Regions from separate parts of the Ovis aries genome. Here region 1 is linked to region 2. The links are chromatin contacts, called in public Hi-C maps. All regions are on one chromosome and are shown on one strand. Each heading gives the region's core, a stretch centred on a gene start, on an enhancer-like site or on the middle of the called end of the contact. The rest is flanking DNA. Distances are from core to core; before and after follow the strand shown.

Evidence for each region. A called contact is a pair of places that touch in the nucleus more often than the background predicts.
Region 1: a contact with region 2 is called in a Hi-C map of hypothalamus, with 7 times the contacts expected there. The contact joins the promoter of PIP4K2A here to the promoter of DNAJC1 in region 2. A contact is called at or near these places in 2 of 16 Hi-C or Micro-C datasets (hypothalamus and skin fibroblasts).

Annotation. Positions count from the first base shown.
Region 1 is chr13:23,210,280-23,214,108 of ARS-UI_Ramb_v3.0, forward strand. It overlaps PIP4K2A (phosphatidylinositol-5-phosphate 4-kinase type 2 alpha), which reads right to left and starts at 2,086. Exons shown (of 9, transcript XM_060397330.1): 1 at 1,686-2,086. The coding sequence starts at 1,826.
Region 2 is chr13:22,562,300-22,566,019 of ARS-UI_Ramb_v3.0, forward strand. DNAJC1 (DnaJ heat shock protein family (Hsp40) member C1) reads right to left here and starts at 1,579. Exons shown (of 12, transcript XM_004014216.6): 1 at 1,085-1,579. The coding sequence starts at 1,312.

The DNA.
Region 1 (3,829 bases), core at 836-3,335, 650 kb after region 2:
GAACTAACATTAATTTAAAAAAAAAAGCAACTAACGACAACATAATTTTAAGAAGCTTAACAAATTTAAAACATAACTCTGAACTGTACACATATTACATAAGAAAAAATAACATTTTATTTACTGTAATAAAATGGGGCGGGGGTGGAGGATGATGTAGTAGTGTCTGCTGTTGCAAAAGCCTGCTAAAGAAGTTGTCAGGAAGTTAAACTTCAGTGGATCAGGCATTAGGCTTGATAGAAATAATCATGTTTCAACCTTCTTAAAAACAGTCACATCTTACAAACACAATCAATTCTAACACAGTTTCACCTTTCCCCCAGCTCAGCTAGGGAAAGAAAAACACAGATACGATGTTTTTGAACCATTTCAACTAAGTTCATTACATTGAGAATGTTCTTTTAAAAGACCAGCATGGTTTTCCGTCATTTCTATTATGCTGTAAAGGGCCCATAGACATCCATCGAAATCTAAAGTACGGAAGACAAGCTTATATACACTTATCCCCAGACGCCGATTGACTGCAGTGGGTAGGTCATGGGCAAAATTCACAGGCTCATTGAAACTTTCACGGCTCAGCCAACAGCTCCTATCGGGTTTCCTGATCCTAAGGTGATTAAAACTGCAAGAGTTTCTCGCTGTTAAGATCAGCCGGAGGCTATTTCGGACCCTCAGACCGCAGTCCGCATAGCCCGCAGCCGCGCATCTTCAGCACCTTGGCTTGTGTATTAGGCTAACCTTTCCAAGCCAACCTTCGCAGGCCGTCTCCTCCAGCTTTTGAAATAAATCCCCCAAACGGGTGCAGTCAACTCAGCATCGCCTTCCACCGCACCCGCCGAGACCCTCCCTCCTGCGGTCATCCCCAGGCCGCCCTTCCGCAGGCGGCGACTTCGGCCTGGCTCCCCAAAGTGGGGGAGGAGATGTGCGGAGCAAGACGCCCCGCCAAGCAGCTCTTCAGCAGGCTCAGCGGCAGGGCGAGACGGGAGGGGAGTAGGGAAAGATGCTAAACGCCAGTGCCATATTTATATTGCCTTTTTCTTTGCCAGAAAGATTCCTTGTGTCCAAGAATATAGCCTTTAAAGGGGAGGAGGGGCGGGGAAGGATCTAAGCACTAAGCCTCTGCCCAAAGCTCCGCGATCTCCAGTATTCTCGCCCCTGTCCCTCGTGCGGGAAGGCTCCAGACACTCCCAACCTCGGACAGGTACACCTGCCCGACGGAGGAGGACCGGGCCGCCCCCGCAGAGGAAGGGATCGCCGGCACTCTGGCCCCAACAGCCCCCGCCAGCAGGGGTGACAGCCCCGGCGGAGTCGTGCCCCGCACAAACTTCCCAGTTACCGGGCTGCGGGGACAGATCGGCCGGAGAGCGGACGGACGGCCTGGGGCTGATACCGGTACTCGCCGCAGGGTTCAAATGCAAATTGGACCCTCCCGTCCCGCATCCGGCCCTACGGTCCCAAGGGGATCCCGGAGGCGCGCCCGGGCGGCCCCGAGGGGCGGACGCGAAGCGCGCGGGGCTGGGGGCACCCGAGCGCCGCGGCGAACGGGCAGCCCCGGAGGGCTAGCAGCCGGAGGGCCGGGGCCGGGCTCGGGCTCCCCGCCCCGCAGCAGCTGCAGCGAGAGGAGGAGGGGAGCGAGGAGGAAGAGGAGGAGGAAAGGGACTGCGCGCCGCAGCCCGAGTCCTTACCGAGTGGTTTACCCCCCACATCAGGACGCTGAGCAGCGGATCGCTGGCCCGAAAGAGCTTCACTTTCTGCGCGACGAAGTGCTTCTTCTTGGTCTTGGTCTTGCTCGCCAGGACGGAGGACCCCAGGTTGGGGGTCGCCATGGCCGCCGCCTCTGTCCCCTCCACCGCCGCGCTCCCGAGGCCGGGGACCCGCCCTCTCTACACGCCGGCCCGGGGAGGCAGCCGCATCCCCCTCGGCGGCGGCCCCGGCGCGCCGTGTCCCCGTACGCCCGCCGGTGCGCTCGTCCCGCGCAGCCCGCGGTGCCCGCTTGGCCGGGCTGGCGAAGAAGGCTGCGCTCGGCTCGCGCCCCGGCTCGGCTCCCGCGCCCGCCCGCCCGCGGCTCCGCGCTCAGCCCGCGGCTGGACCAGGCGCGCCGCGAGCGGCTTCCGCGTTGGGCGCCGGCGTCATGACGCAGGGGGCGGGAGGGCGCGCGGGCAGCAGCTGCGGCGCCGCCAGGCGGGGCGCGGCCGCGGGACCGTTAAGCTGCGCCCTCGCGCTCCGTCTCGGCAGCCGCGGCCCAGCAGCCCCGGGGGCGCAGGCGAGCTCCGGGAGGTAGCTCCCCGCGGGCCGAGGAGGCCGCCGGGTGGGCGTGCGACGCGGGGAGGGTGAGAACTCCCGCGCGGCGTCCTGGAGAAAAGAGCGAAGGGTGGGGAGGTCAGAGGACAGGGGCCCCCCAGAGGCGGCGGTCAGGCGAAGAAAGGAGGCTCCGCGCAGCGCCGCTTACCCGTGCCAGGAATGGGGAGAGCTAGTGAGACCTTGGGACGCTGTGGAGACCAGGGCTTCCCTAGCACCGAGGGAAAGAGCACAGCGTTGGCCGCCTCCCGAAGTGGTCCTGCAGTGACCTTATTAATCCTTCTGTGCCTCTACCCATCCGGCCTTTTGGACCCCGAACTTGAGCCTTCCCACAAGCCTGCAGAAGTGAGACTCCCGTCGAAGCTGCTGCGCTGTCATTACCACCACCGCCAACACCCTCCCTTAGACAGGACCCAGCATTCCTCATCCAGAGCCTTGGGTTTGACCAGGAGAATCACACCCTGAATTTCACCTTCTAGCTCAAATCCTTTGCAGTGTTTCCTGTACCCCTTCCTTTTATCCATTCCACTCATTCAAAAAACTAAGATCATGGCATCCGGCCCCACCACTTCATGGCAAATCGGTGGGGAAACAATGGAAACAGTGACGGACTTGACTTTCTTGGGCTCCAAAATCACTGCAGTTGGTGACTGCAGCCATGAAATTAAAAGACACTTGCTCCTTGGAAGAAAGGCTAGGACCAACCTATACAGCATGTTAAAAAGCAGAGACATTACTTTTCTGAAAAAGGTCTGTCTAGCCAAAGCTATGGTTTTTCTAGTAGTCATGTATGGATGTAGAGTTGGACCATAAAGAAGGCTTTGTGTGGAAGAATTGATGCTTTTGAACTGTGGTATTGGAGAAGACCCTTGAGAGTCCCTTGGACTATAAGGAGATCAAATCAGTCAATCCTAAAGGAAATCAATCCTGAATATTCATTAGAAGGACTGATGCTGAAGTTCCAACACTTTGGCCACCTGATGCGAAGAGCCAACCTATTAGTAAAGACCCTGATGCTGGGAAAGACGGAGGCAGGAGGAGAAGGGGGCCACAGAGGATGAGATGGCATCACTGACTCAATGGACATGAGTTTGAGCAAGCTCAGGGAGATGGTGAAGGACAGGGAAGACTGGCTTGCTGTAGTCCATGGGGTCGCCAAGAGTTGGACACAACTGAGGGATTGAACACCACCACCTTCCAAGAAATCTTTTCATTGTCTTCATCCACATATACCTAAATTTAACCCTTCTTAGTGACTACCTCAGGAAGCTGCCATTCCAAGCATGTCTAAAAACCTGCTATCCCTACATCTTCCCCAGTTATCATACTGTTCTAGGCACTTGCCCTACTCAGCCCACTTGGAGAATCATTCTATGTCTGCTGTCATTATTACTCCTCTCAAGCATAGCGGTTTCCACCATGCACTCTCGTAACCTGCTTTCAGGGAAAGAAAGGATGACAGATCCCATCCCTTAAGGAGCTTGATGAGCCTCATGGGGTAGCAAGTGACAGGTCACATGGTCACCTTCAT
Region 2 (3,720 bases), core at 329-2,828:
AAATTTCCATTTGGTGTTAAGCTGAACAGTTCACACACATTTATGATAACCTGTTGGGGCGAAATGTACATTTGACCTCTGGTCACGGCAAGTGTGCCCTGAATAACAGTTGTGGGTAAACATTAAAACCTTTTTGCCCCCTTACTATTCAAAGCATTTTTATGAAGGGCTCAATCAGAAGGTCTCAAATTCTTTCACCGCATAATCGTTAAACCAGTGAAATGGCATCCTCTCAGTAACAGTCATTCAGCACTCCCAGAGTGAAAGCAATCAGGAAAAAATAAAAAAAAGGACAAGTTCAAGTCGAGCTGAAGAAGGAAAGGAAACGAAATGAAAAAGAAAACGATCCTGTGCTACTGGCTGAGCTCCTCTTCCTGGAGCACCCCAAGTGTCTCTACTGCCCCAGCACTTGATGGCTCCTTCTCCGACTTCCCGAACAACACGGTAGAGGCTTCAAGCTCCTGCAGATTTCTAAACGGGGCTATGAATGCCTAATCCAACAGGCTACACACATTACAAAGTACAGTGCGAGAAAAACTTCTGCAACCCAGACGCCAACTAAAAGGCATTCCAACCTTTCCGGAAAGACAGGAAAGGAGGCTCTTAAAAGGATAAGGGTAAGTGGGAAGGTGAAAATTTACAGGGAGACACGACTACCTTTCCACAATCAGAGAGGCAGGAAGAGAAGGGGTTTAAGAGTCAAAGATCTACCCCCACCACTCCTCCTTCCTGCAACACAGGAGGGTGCAAGGATCTCCCCCAGAATGGCAGAGGAAAGAGAAGGGATCCTCACCCCAGGCTGGTGGCACCGTCCAGCCTGTCACGGAGACCGGAACTTGAGAAGGGAACCCGGGCGGTGAGGGACTGGGGAAGGCAGGCCGTTCCCTCTGAGGCAGGTTAGAAGACCGTGGTCAATCGGACAGAGGACGGCAGCCGAGCCCAGGACGACCAAGTCTTGCCCCGCGAGCCGGGCTCCCTCGGAGAAAACCTGGTCAGAGCCCGCCCCACCCCCTCCTTTCCGCCCCGACCTGCAAGTTTCTGCCCGAGAGATGCAGCCTTCGAGCGAGCGGGCGGCCCCACTTACCTGCTGCACCCCGAGGAACTGGTAGAAGTTGAGCTGCACCTCCTCCACCAAGTCAAATAACTCCAGGTCTCCGCTCTCCCAGCCGTGCGCCGGCCCCGCGGCCGCCAGCAGCAGCAGCAGCAGCAGCAGCAGCGGCGGCGGCGGCGGCGGCCTCGGCGGCGGGAACGGCACGAGTCCCGGCCGGCGGCGCGGAGGAAGCCGGGCCAGCCGGGAGCAGGGCGCTGTCATCGCGCCGGGCTCTGAGAGGTCAGCCGCCGCGCAGAGCCGTCGGCCGAGACCCGGGGACGTGGCGGGCAGAGCAGACTGTGGGAACACTGCTTGTCAGTCAGAAGCACGGGCAGCCGCCCCGGAGTCTCCCGCCCAGCGCCCGGTCCTGGACAGAAGGCAGGGGCGGCGGAAGACGGCGGACGCTTCGTCCAGTGAGAGCGCGGACGGAGCCGCGGGCGGCCCTACCCGCCGCGGACCCTCACCCTTTACCCAGGCCTACAAACAGCTGGCGAGCCAGCGCCGGGCGTTTAGGTAGCTCGCCGAAAGGGGGAGAGGCTTCCCCTCGCCTCAGCCTATCCCAGGCCTCGCTTCCGGTGACATCACGTCTCCTAGCAACCGCGGGAGAGGAGGCGGGGCCGGAAGTAGGGTAGCCGGAGCCCCAGACCTGGGCCTCAGCAAACCGCTTCTCTCCGCGACTATTGGCACAGATTAAGGGACGTGAACGGTTACAGACATCGCGCATCTATCTGGAACGTCCCACGCATCCGTGAAACAGCTACCTTCTTATCCTCCCCCAGATATTGAAAACTAAAAGCATATTTGAAAACTGAATTTTTGATTACAGCCTCTGTTTCATACATTTCATTATTCCATCCCCAAAAATACAGGAGGAATTGAACCCAGGGCTTGAAAGGGGCAAATCTAGTGAGCAGTCTAAAGTTTCCTTTTAAGAGAGGTGAAGAAGAGATAAAATTTGAACCAAGACAAAAAGTATACTTCTAATAATGAAATAATATTTACAGGCATAATACTACAAAATAGACAACCAGGTAGAAAGTAATAAGCATGACAGACATTCAAAATCTTAAGGGTAAGTGAAGCTTATCCACGTTAGCCCATTGACAATTGGTGCTCTTTTCCCAGTTGTCTATTATTAAAGACATTTAAGCTAAAAACCTTCTCTCTTTTCCACCAATGTCTCATTTCCTATTCTTTTTATCCCCTCACCACTATTGCTTTCTTTTGTGTGAAGCTTATTTTCTTCTTAGCTTTCTCACATTTCTCCTCCCTGACTCCCTACTCTTGCTGAGGAAGTAGAAGGGAACAAATAAATCCTTGAATAACTCAGGATGCTTTAGCAGTTTTGAGAGTTTTATCTCCTTTTTCTCATTTTGGATCCCACCAGTTGAATTAAGCTCAATAGGATAATAATAAAACTTTCATAGTAAAAAGTGTTGTGTTTGACAGAGGTTAGAAGAACAGTATCCAGGAGGTAAATCTTACTTAAATCCTTTTATTACTGTAGAGTTTAAAAAATATTTTTAAATAGTTATGAATGCTTAAAAATAATACAATATAATGCTTGAATTAATCCTATTTTAAATTCATAGTGAGGCTTAACTTTCAAAGATACAAGAACAGGGGTATCTTAGTACTCAAGGGCTGCTCAAACCCTCTTCAAAGGCTGCTCAGTATACCACAAACTGGATGTCAGCATGGTCAAGTTCTGGTGAGAACCCTCTTCCAGGTTTCATAGGACTTCTTTCTTATACCTTCACATGGTGGCAGTGTGGGGGAGGGGGACAGAGATCTAGTGTTTCCTCTTATGCAGAAAGCGAAGAACTAGAGAGCCTCTTGATGAAAGTGAAAGAAGAGAGTGAAAAGGTTGGCTTAAACCTCAACATTCAAAAAACGAAGATCATGGCATGCAGTCCCATCACTTCATGACAAATAGATGGGGAAACAATGGAAACAGTGAGAGATTTATTTTCTTGGGCTCCAGAATCACTGCAGATGATGACTGCAGCCATGAAATTAAAAGTCGCTTGCTCCTTGAAAGAAAAGCTATGACCAACCTAGACAGTCTAGTAAAAAGCAGAAACATTACTTTGCCAACAAAGGTCTGTCTAGTCAAAGCTATGGTTTTTCCAGTAATCATGTGTGAGAGTTGGACTGTAAAGAAACCTGAGCGCTGAAGAACTGATGCTTTTGGACTGTGGTGTTGGAGAAGACTCTTGAGAGTCCCTTGGACTGCAAGGAGATCCAACCAATCCATCCTAAAGGAAATCAGTCCTGAATATTCATTAGAAGGACTTATGCTGAAGCTGAAATTCCAATACTTTGGCCACCTGATGCAAAGAACTGACTCATCAGAAAAGACACTGATTCTGGGAAAGACTGAAGGCAAAGGGGATGACAGAGGATGAGATGGTTGGATGGCATCACTGACTCAATGGACATGAGTTTGAGCAAGCTTCAGGAGTTGGTGATGGTCAGGGAGGTCTGACGTGTTGCAGTCCATGGGGTCACAAAGAGTCGGACATGACTGAGTGACTGAACTGAACTGAACCCCACAACGTGGGCTCCACCATCATGACCTCAGCTAAGCCTAATTACCTCCCAAAGATTGCACCTCAAATACCATCACA